3 separate regions of the Mus musculus genome follow, and regions 2 and 3 are each linked to region 1. A link is a contact called in public promoter capture Hi-C data. All regions are on one chromosome and are shown on one strand. The core of a region is the stretch at or near the end of the contact, and the rest is flanking DNA. Distances in the headings are between cores, read along the strand shown. Region 1 holds the start of Hoxd8 (homeobox D8). Region 2 holds the start of Rbm45 (RNA binding motif protein 45). Region 3 holds the start of Prkra (protein kinase, interferon inducible double stranded RNA dependent activator).

Region 1 (3,635 bases), core at 1,023-3,522:
GAGCAGTGCAAGAAGGATACAATGAATATGGCACCTACTTGACAAAGCAGAAACACAGAGCATCGAGACCTAGAAACCCCAGGCCATTACAAGCAGGGTTCAAAAAGAAAGCAAGGCCACTTGCCAGAATGAATAGTTAGTGAAAATATTGCAATTAGTTTTCAAGTATTAATTCTCTAGATTATTCAATGGCCATAATTTGTATGGACTACAGAAGCCCAACTAAATGTCGACTTTGACATTATCCTCAAACTCCTGTCACTGGACAACACTCTCCCAAGTTTAAGGAATCGGCAGCCTGGACAATACATTGCACTCTTCAGCTAATGTGCTTTTCCAATATTTGGCCCAGACTCTTCCCTGACAAACATTTACAAAAATGCTCAAAGAAACCTCCTGGAAGTGAGCCAGAAGACACCTGAACCATCGTTACAAAAGCAGAAAGAAAAATATAAATAATACATTTAATCAAATAATAAAGTAAATATTCTGCAGGCATAATTTTTAAAAACATTATTAATAAACTTCTTTTAATTTACTCACCATAAAGATTTAAAATGTTCAAGTGCACTTGTTTGATTAATAAAGCATTTTATATTCAATCATCTAGCGCTGATCATTAGGAAGTTTATGTTGTTGAGGCAAACCACCAGCTCAGACGTTAAAAATTACCATTATAAAAATATAGCCACAAGGTCCGTATCAAATTACCCTTCTATAGGACAGCTCAAGGACTGCTTCTATGCGATACTACAAACTATTCTCTTTAAAAACACAGAAATCCCTTTCAAAGCGCAGAAACCTCAAGAGCAGTGACATTAAGGTAGCTTGAAACACAGGTAAAGTCCGTTTCCAAAACACAAGAGGGAGGACCGGTGGTGTCCACCAGTATATACTTATACTGATCATCAGTCTTAATAGTCTGTGGTAGAAGTGTAAAGGTAGAGTTTAATTTGTGGGGCAGCCTTCAGCTCCGTCTTCTTCCAGCCCCGAGACTTCCTTTTTGGGGTCTCCATCCTTTGCCTCCGGCCGGGACGCAGGAAACTTGTCTTTGTTGTTCTCCTTTTTCCATTTCATTCTCCTGTTCTGGAACCAGATTTTTACCTGTCTCTCCGTGAGGGCCAGAGTATGGGAGACCTCGATTCTCCTCTTCCTGGTCAGATAAGGGTTAAAAAGGAATTCCTTTTCCAACTCTAGGGTTTGGAAGCGACTGTAGGTTTGTCTTCCTCTCCGTCTACCAGGAGCTGCTGATTAAAAACAACAACAAAAAGGGGGGGGGGGAGGAAAATCAACGTTTTTTTGTTTTTTAATGGTTGATTCTCTGAATGCTGTTGGAGTTTTCTGGAACGGGCTTAAGAGGTGAAATACACAGTGGTCTTTAATTCTCATACAGATATAGGGTGTGAGGCAAGAGAGGCAGAGACAAGCTCTTCACAATTATTCTGCCCCCGTCTTTACACACTTTTAAAAAGTCTGTATTAGTTTTTGTACAAGAGCCACATTGGCTACACCAGAAGGAAAAGGAAGGGGAGAGGGAAAGGACAGGGGAGTTTTAAAGCTAGAACGTGAGATGAAAGCAGATTTCTCCCTTTCTCCCCTCCTTAAAAAAAAAAAAAAAAAAAAAAAAATAGCGCATCCCAACCTTGTGGTCTCATCCAGGGAAACATTTGAGAAGGAGACGAGCTCTGATTTAAGTGGTCTGGGTCCTCGCCAATATTACCACTGGACGATTTACAGTCAGGATATTGTACCAGCTCGGCCTCTTGCTGGGTCGTAAAAATCGGCTGTCTCTGTAAGTTATCGTATCCGTAAAACTTCGCGGGCTCCCCGTGACAGGCAATCCCGCCGCAGGGGGGAGGCGGCGGCGGAGGCGGAGGGTGCGGAGGAGGTGGGGCGGCCTGGTAGGCAGCGGTCGGGCTGCCCGCGCCGGCGTGGAAGTAGTCCTGGCCGGGCCCCGGGCCGCCCCCTCCGCCGCACCCGGGCGGCGGCGACGGGTGCGGGTGCGGGTGCGGGTGCGCGTGCGGGAAGCCGGCGGCGCTGTTGCCATAGAGCTGCAGGGCGGCGGCGTGGCGGCCGCTGACCTCGGGTGCAAAATGACAGTCGTAGTAAGTGGGATTGATGGCCTCGCCCGCCGCGGCCGCCGCAGCCGCCGCCGCCGCCGCGGCCGCCGCCTTGTACTTGGAGTACAGCGGGTTCACGAAGTACGAGCTCATCGGGGCGGCGGCCGCCGGCGGCGCGGAGCCGGTAAGGGGCGCGCCTCAGCTCGGTCGCGCCGCCGCGGGGGCCTCTGGGGCGGCTCACTCGAGCCCGCGGGGGCCGCCGGGCCTCGTCGCCCGGCGAGCGCTTCCCCCGCCCCGCTCAGGCTCGACCGTCCGGCCGCCGGCCGCTCATGCCTGGCTCTCGCGCCTCCGTCTCGGCCTCGCGCCGCCTCCCTCGCGGGCCACGCGGCCTCGCCCGCCCCCGCGCGCTGCTGCCGCCGCCTCCGCCCCGCGGGCCTCTCCCGGCGCGCGCCTGCTGGGCCGCAGTGGAACCGCGGACGCCCGGGCGACCTGCCCCGCGGCCTCCAGTTTCCTCTCCGGCTCCAGGCGGCCCTAGCGCACCCGGACCAGGGGAAAAAAAAAAAAAAAAAGAGTGCGCGCGGCCCACGGGGGAGACGCTTAGGCTGGGGCTGCCGAGCCCCCGCTCTGCAGGGAGACGAAAAGAGAACACACCCTCTGCCCGGTGCCACCTCTCACCTCAGCCCTCCCCCCCGCCGCCCCCTCCCAGCGCTGTCGCCGCCGCCGCCGAGGCTGCCGCCCCGGTGCGCGCCGGCGAGGCATTTTCGCGCCCCGCCACTGCGAGGAGAGGGAGCGAGATGGGGGGCGAGATAACCGCGCGGAGGGATCCCGCCGGCGGCGAAGCGGCCCCTGCGCCGGACGGGACGCCGCACGCCGGCCCCGGGATGCCTCCGCCAGCCTTAAAGGGGGCCCATAAAGCCGCACTGCCAAGGGCTCGCGGGGGGCCCCCCGGGTCCGCAGAGAGGGGGCGCGGCCGAACCTTAGCCTTGGGCCAGGCGGGGTGGTCACTCCCAGGAGGCCTCGGAGCAGACGGTCTCTCCTCCAGCAAGGCTCCTGGATCTGCCCAGCAGAGACTGGCTGTGGCTTTTTTTTTTTTCCTTTTTCTTTTTGCATTTCTTACTGTGGACGAGCGAGGTTGACGGATTGATTGGTCCTTGCATTTGTTTGGGCCTAGCTAAGTGGTTTTGATTAAAAAGCCACAATCCAGCCTCCGAATCCTGACCTTATCAAAGCGAATCAAAGTCCTGCTTTTTCCAGCCAAGCAGGCCCTGTGGAAATGAGATGTACATTTACCCTTGACGCACTGCATGCCTGGTTGAGGCTCCCAGGTTAATTGATATTTAATGGAAATCATGCCCATGAATATAGTTTCCATCATTTCACCCTTGATAGACGTCAGTGTTGGCCACAGGGAGGGAGGGGGAGGCGAGAGAATGTGGGAAGGGGACATGAGTGTCGCTGAGAGAGTGAAGAGAAGAGTGGCAGAAACGTTCCCAGTGGGAAGAAGGAATCATGCCGGGGTGGGTGGCATTTCCTAGGGCAGGGCGCAGGGCTCCCGGGTCCCAACCCAGGCGCCCA
Region 2 (3,505 bases), core at 166-2,665, 1.7 Mb before region 1:
AGAGCTTATAAAGTCCCCTGATTAATGACTGTATCTATATAGCGCACATGAATGACCTAGCACACACCTTGTTCTCAAAAATTTTAACCCCGTTCCTCCCTTGCTCTCCCCCCGCCCCCATTTATTTCCCCTTCTCTACGTGCTCATGGCTGGCCTCTTCTTTCTTCTTCCTTTTCTTTCTCTCTTCTTCTTCTTCCTCCTGCTCCTTCTTCTTTCCCTCCCCCTCCTCCTCTCCCTCTGCCTTTCTCTGCCCCTACTACCCTCTAACTCCCCTCCCCATGCCCAGGTGCAGCATAGAAGAGGGGCTGGAGACACTCTAGCCCACAGTCCATGAACACTCGTAAATGGTATTCTTACAAAACCCAAACCAGAATTCCCCCACACCTTGCACCGTTTTCTAGGTTTGCCCCTTTCCAGTATAGCATAGCTTGTCACAAAATACTTTTACTTTGATAATTTTCTGTTTATAGGCATGGTGCTGTAATTTTTTTTTTACTTAAGAGATCCTTCAAGCTTTGTAAAAGTAAAATACACGAGGAAAAAAAACCCTAAAACTAAATTTTCTAGTCGCGAAGGTAATTACAGTGTTCGAGAGAGGAAGCTCAGAAAAGTTTTCACAATAGACAGGAAGACGGGGACAGGAGGTTGACTGACTTACGAGGTCAGCCACAGTTGTGCTATCCTTGGATGTGGCTACCCAATCTGTTCCCAGGGTAAGAGGCTCCTTTGGCCAGAGGCCGGGGATCCGCTCCTCCAAGCCATCCTCGGCACACTCACGGTGCGTGCAGAATCCAACCCCTCTCCTACCAGATGCACAGCATCCCCGGCGCAGCAAAGGGGCGGGAGAGACCCCAACCCATACCGCCGTCACCCTCGCGAGCACCCTCAACCCCGGGCACCCATATCCCAAACACCCCAACCTGGGCATCTCTACCTCACACACCCTAAACCAGGCACCTCAGCCCCGCACCTTGATGGGCTTGGTGTCGCTGGGACCCAGGCACTGTCCGTGCATCTCCTCCATTGCCCGGCAGGCCTGTGAGCTGCGCGCGAACTTGACGAAGGCCACGCCCTTGGACTCCTTAGTGTGCTTGTCGCGCACCACCCAGATGTCCTGGATGTCTCCGAAGGGCGAGAAGCGCTCCCTCAGCACCAATTCGGATGTGTGCTTGCTGATCACTAGAAAAATGCGGCTGTTGGGCGGCTCATCCAGGCTGTCTACGCCCGGGCGGAATCCTCCGCTGCCTCCCAAGCCGCCGGCGTCGTCCATGGCGCCCCACGCGGGACCCAGGCGCAGCCCCCCTGCAGGCCCTGTTCACCCGGCAGGTTCTCGGCCGCTTCCCGGCCGCTTCCCGGCAGCTCCCCGTCTCGCCCCACGCCGGTAAGCAGCTCCGCTTCCGGAAGAGCCGAGAGCCGGAAAGCAGGTGCGTCCCGCAGTGAGGTCTGCGGGCTTCCGGGAACATTCTGCAGCGCCCCCTGGTGCCACGGTGGACTCAGCAATCTCAAATCTTCAGTCCCAGGGAAAACCAAGAATGGGTTTATGCAAACCACTTTGCCCTGTGGCTAAAAAGATCCACCTGCCTGATTCTTAAGCCTTCCCAAAGCTGGCTTCTACTAAGCCTGTAATCAGATTGCTACATTTGAGGCCTCCTGGGCTACATAGTAAATTTGAGGTCAGCAAAAGCACCACACCAAAAATATACAAAAAGCAGGCAGGCTTCACTCAAAATGGTCCATAGAGACAGGTACAAAGGACCATTGCGTTGGGGTCTTGCAGTAAGGGGGAGAGACTGGACTTGGTTCCAGTAAGATAAATGGAGGACAGTACAATATGAGTTAGTATAAGGACAATTACTGAAGATCGCGGGGTAAGAGAGACTCTCAGTAGATCTGCTTCCCAGAACTTAGGCTGTAGATAAGTGATAAGTTGATAAGTAATAAAACATTAACAGCCGGGCAGTGGTGGCGCACGCCTTTAATCCCAGCACTTGGGATGCAGCAGCAGGTGGATTTCTGAGTTTGAGGCCAGCCTGGTCTACAAAGTGAGTTCCAGGACAGCCAGGGCTATACAGAGAACCCCTGTTTCGAAAAACCAAAAAAAAAAAAAAAAAAAAAAAAAAAGACATTAACAGCAGTCAGACATCAAGGATAAGAATTATGGCGAAACTGACTTATCAGGATTTGTCCTCCAATTAGATTCCCCTAGAACAGAAAGCTGGAAGTTGGATCTAGTCAAGCAGAAGACCTGGGGGGAGTTTGTCTGAAATTTTGGTGAAAACACAGTCTTCATCACCGTTTTGGCGTGGCCTTGTTAGGATGGGTGTGGCCTAGTTAGAGTGGGTGTGGCCTTGTAGGAAGTGTGAGGTTGAGCTTTGGGAGTTTCAGTAGCAGTGCCTTCTTTCCCTCTTGTCTTTGGACCTGGAGGTAGAACTTCCAGCGGCTTCTCCAGCACTATTATCTCTGCCTGCTGCTATCCTTCCCGCCATGATGACGGTGGACTCAACCTCTGAAAGTGTAAGCCAGCCCCAGTGAAATGCTTTCCTTTATAAGAGTTACCGTGGTCATGGTGTCTCTTCGCAGCAATAGAATACTAAGAGTTAAAACCATAGAGTCTGATGGCTGAAAGGAGCCTTTTACAACCATGGAATCCTTATCCCTATTTTTAGAGATGAGGAAATCTGAGGCTCAAAGTTAAGATGCACAGGTAACAGAACCAGGCCCAGAGGCAGCTGTGTGTGTGATCTACGCAGCTACCGCAGCCCATCCAAGATGCACGAGCAGGGAGAGTGATGGATGCACATCTGAGAACTACGAGAAATTAGAGGGCCCAAGCAAAGTGCGAAATGCCCACTGGCTTCCACGGCATATTAGTGAACCTTGGTGATGAGGTGAACAGGCATTTAGGACAAAGGACTGGGTTAGCCTTTAGTAGCACAGGAATCGCAGAGCTGGGCTAGGGACGCACCTCCTAAAATGCCCATACCGAGGCTGCTAAGATCGGGCCATCTATGAAGTCAAACACATCCATGTTTATTGTGCATCAGTCATGCATGCCAGGAGCTAGAGACTCAGGGCTGGAGAAAGAACCATCACTGACTCTTGTGAGATTCTCTACTGCGGAGTAGAAATAATGTTACATACTAAATAGAGCAGGTGTCAGGCATAATTAGTGAAGTCATCCATTCATTCAATTGACCTTATTTTTTTTCCAAAGATTTTTATTTAACTCTATTTTATAGATATGAGTGTTTTGCCTAAATGTACCATCTGTGTCCCATGTGTCTGCAGTATCCGTGCAGGTCAGAGGAAGGCATTGGATTCCCAGGAACTGAAGTTACAGATGGTTGTGAGCTGCCACGTGTGTACTGGGAGTTGAACCTGGGTCCTCTGGAAGAGCAATCAGTGCTCTTAACCACTGAGCCATCTCTCCAGCACTCAGCAACACAGGGTCTCACTACCCAGCACAGGTGGGCTTTTAACTAAATCTTCTTTGTCTTGGCTTCCC
Region 3 (3,681 bases), core at 661-3,160, 1.9 Mb before region 1:
TTTTTGAAGCTTCACAGTGTACAGATCCTAACACAGGCATGTCTCTCATCCAGATTTTTGTATGCTTGTGAAACTATATGTTTAGTACCACATATCAATTCACAGACTATAGAGAAAAACAATTGGGTGCAGATCTCTATAGGGTCTTGAAGGCTTTTTAGTTACTATTACATTACATATTAAAAACTACTATGGAAGGTTCTAACTCTGAAACTAATAGCTCAGACTACATCAACTGATAAGAGTCCTGCTGAATTTTACCTCCTTTTTGTTGCTCATTGCTATCCAATTACTCTACCTATAAAATAGTTACATAAAGTTTTGGCTTATTTTCAAGGAAATTTTGTGAATCCATTAAATTAAATTCTAGAAACAAACCTATACTGTCTGGCCATAGGTGGTTGATATATTTTGAGTGTCTCTGTGGTTGTTACAATACGATATTCATTAACACATAAGTGTAATAGCATTATTGGATTGTAACCCGTGTATATTATACAGAAATAAAAGCGAGAATAGGCTTAACCTAAGCCCCAGTAGAATTCAATTTGGTTCAATTCCGGATATTTTTTCCTTGCTTCCAAGTGTTTGGGCTCTCATACAACCAAAACAAATTTCCATCACAGAACCAAATACTTTTGTACATCAACCTAAAACTTCCATTAAAAAACAAACAAACAAACAAACAAACAAGCAAACAAAAAAACCTTTTAGGAGTCTCTCAGTAAGAATATTTCTAGAATTCAATTCTAGAGCATTAAGTAAACACAGGAGCCATTGTGCAAATAGTTCACAAATTCTAAGACGCTCTGAAGCGCTAACACACCCACAACATACTCTGTAGGTGGAGCGTTCCAGGTTAACGTCATCACTCTCCATTGCACAGGTCAACCGGAAGAGCAATCCTGGAAACTGGTCTAAATATCCTTGCTATGCACTCCACCTCCAGCATCTCTTTGGGGATCCCACATGTTCCCAAAGCAGAGGTTCTAAACCTGTGGGTTGCAAGTCCCCTGGGGTTGCATTATAGTAGCAAAACTACAGATATGAAGTAGCAAGAAATAATATTATAGTTGGCGAGGGGGAGAAGGGGTTGTCACCACGACATGAGGAACTGAATTAAAGGGTCACAGCATTAGGAAGAATGAAAACCACTATCCTAAGCAGGTCACAAGAGTCCGCCAGACAGCAGCGGGCCCGCCAGACAGCAGCGGGCCCAGGGATCCAGGGCTCTTAAAGCCACTGGCTGCCCCTTAGCTGACGCTCTCGGGTCTCAAGTTTCGGGGCCAAGATCCACAATTTTCTTAGTAATTTACCATTCGAATTTTTAAATCTTTCTTAAAGTAGTCCAACCCTTAATCTTTTTTCCTTGCTCCTCAAACATGCTAGGCTCGTAGCCTACTACTAGCTTTCTCGCTGAGAAGGAAGCCACCTCCCTTTAAGGACAAAGGACTGAGGCTCTCTGCACCACTAAAGGCGGGAGGGGAAACTCGGGGAACCGAAGCGGGGTGCAGGCAGGAGCCGGGAAGAGCCGGGACATGCAATGGAGGCGGGGCCTAGAAGGGTGAGGGGCGGGGCCGGGCGCTCAGAAGCTTTGGAAGCGGAACGGGGGGTGGGGGGAGGCGCCTGCAGAGGCTGGGAAGAGCCCGGACTGGCAGAGAGGGCGGAGCCAGGTCGCAGGAGGGGCGGGGCCGGGCTCTGAGAAGCTCTGGGAACCCAACTAGAGAGCGGGCGGTAGCTGGGAAGGACAGAAACTTGGCAGAGAGGGCGGAGCCCGAGGAACGGGAAAGGGCTGAGCACTGTGGCAAAGTGGAGCAAGAACATCGAGGGGCTGAGCATGGCAGAGAGGGGCGGGGCAGAGAGGCTGGGCAGAGAGGGGGTGTGGCCGGCTCTTCCGCGCCGAGGCCCCGCCTCTCCTTCCTTCTCCTCCTGTCCCTTAGCTGGAGGGAGGCAGGCAGCGATTCGAGGGGCGTCCAAGCGGCAGCGCGGGCACGCTCCTCTCGGGAACTGGCCGACGTGGAGAGGGAGGACCCAGATCCACACTTCTCTTGATTGCTGTGGCCAGCCGTCCCTTCTCGCCATGTCCCATAGCAGGCATCGTGCCGAGGCCCCGCCGCTGCAGCGCGAGGACAGCGGGACCTTCAGGTCAGCGCCGGGCCGTCGAGGCCTCAAGGCCCAAGACGGGTGGGCAGCGGGGCAGGGGCAGGGAGCCGGCTGTCGGGCAGCATTCTGGGTAAAGCTCCCCCCTCTCCCGGCGTGGCGCTGGGCCCGCCCTCCGGGCCCTGGGGGTCTGCTGCGCGCCCCGCCCCTCTAGTGACCCTAGGCAGCTAGCCGATCGGGAGGACTTGATCAGTGTTGAGGCGCAGACCCGGGTGTCTAGCTGCCTAGTCCAAGCCCACCCGATTTCTTTCAGCATCCCTCCCACCGCTCTCAAGTTCTCTGTACAGACCTCTCCACTCTCCTCCATGGGCTGCAGCACCCGGGGACAGGTGCTCGCCCAGGCCTTGCCACTGATCCTGGCCGCTGGGGAGCTGCAGAACCTTTTTGTCACCATTTGTGACTGTCAAAACTGAGAAGTGGATGCTTTTGCTTCCCTTTCAGCTTTGACGTGCAATGCCTACGTTTTTTTCTGGTTTTTGCAGTTTGGGCAAGATGATAACAGCTAAGCCTGGGAAAACACCGATTCAGGTATTGCACGAGTACGGCATGAAGACCAAGAACATTCCAGTTTATGAATGTGAAAGATCCGATGTGCAAGTACACGTGCCCACTTTCACCTTCAGAGTAACCGTTGGTGACATAACTTGCACAGGTCTGTATGCAGTTAATTCCCCATGACCATGTGGATTGGAGGCCCTGATTCTATGTTGCTTTTCAGTAAGGAAAAGCGCCCTTTTAATTAAGATGGCTGTGGGAGTGTACTCTGAAGACAAGAGACTCCAGGATCAACTTCATTTGTTTCGCTCCCTAGTTCTGTCTCGCTAAGATGTAAGGAAGCTCAGACACTCCCAGCATCCTGCACACTTTCCAGTACCTGGGGAGCCGGCTAAAGTTCCTCTTAAGAATTAAAAACTGGAAATATTCTTGGAGCTCCGATAGCCAAGTCCGTGGGTGCTATCGCCTTTCAAAGTTACAAAGTTACCAGCGCAGAGGCTAGTAGCCACGCCGTCAGAATTTTCCGAGTTTCCCTTTTTATGGACACATCTGGAACTTCGGATTCTTGGTACCTACCACGCTTGAGTGTGTGTCCATGAAAAATCAGGGAAACATAGAAGACTCCCATACTGTATTCCTTCAAGCTGCAGCGCACAGTAGCTTCTAGTTCTAAATACTATATAAGTATTTTGTATAAAATTGTTTCCTCTTTTTATTCATGAAGTGGCAACTTTAAAAACCTTTTCATAAGCTACATGCCCAAGGTCACACACCAATGAAGTTTTAAAGTTCAGATTAATGCCTTCTTTTAGTCTAAGCCTGAGAAAATGGTTACCAGAGTTGCCATTTGTAAACGTGGACATTATTTTCCTACATACCTATTTAGCTGAAAGCATAAAAATTGTTAAATAGTTTAATTTGTAAATATACAAAGAAAAATTAGAAAAAGCTAAAGTTCCACTGTCTGCTAGTCTGAGCATATCATATATTCAAATATGGGGACCTGAGGTTGCCTATATTTATTGG

What was found. Promoter capture Hi-C pulls out the DNA fragments that hold promoters and counts their contacts.
Region 2: a promoter capture Hi-C map of pre-B cells shows a contact between it and region 1, with 5 times the contacts expected there. The contact joins the promoter of Rbm45 here to the promoter of Hoxd8 in region 1. A contact is called at or near these places in 2 of 39 promoter capture datasets (liver and pre-B cells).
Region 3: a promoter capture Hi-C map of pre-B cells shows a contact between it and region 1, with 3 times the contacts expected there. The contact joins the promoter of Prkra here to the promoter of Hoxd8 in region 1. A contact is called at or near these places in 2 of 39 promoter capture datasets (liver and pre-B cells).

What each region holds. Positions count from the first base shown.
Region 1 is chr2:74,704,126-74,707,760 of GRCm38.p6, reverse strand. Hoxd8 (homeobox D8) reads right to left here and starts at 2,272. Exons shown (of 2, transcript NM_008276.3): 1 at 1,643-2,272; 2 at 1-1,247. The coding sequence starts at 2,213. The coding sequence ends at 949. The region is part of intron 1 of Gm38462 (predicted gene, 38462); the gene reads left to right.
Region 2 is chr2:76,367,894-76,371,398 of GRCm38.p6, reverse strand. It overlaps Rbm45 (RNA binding motif protein 45), which reads right to left and starts at 1,415. Exons shown (of 10, transcript NM_153405.2): 1 at 971-1,415. The coding sequence starts at 1,270.
Region 3 is chr2:76,646,256-76,649,936 of GRCm38.p6, reverse strand. Prkra (protein kinase, interferon inducible double stranded RNA dependent activator) reads left to right here and starts at 1,910. Exons shown (of 8, transcript NM_011871.3): 1 at 1,910-2,145; 2 at 2,643-2,812. The coding sequence starts at 2,081.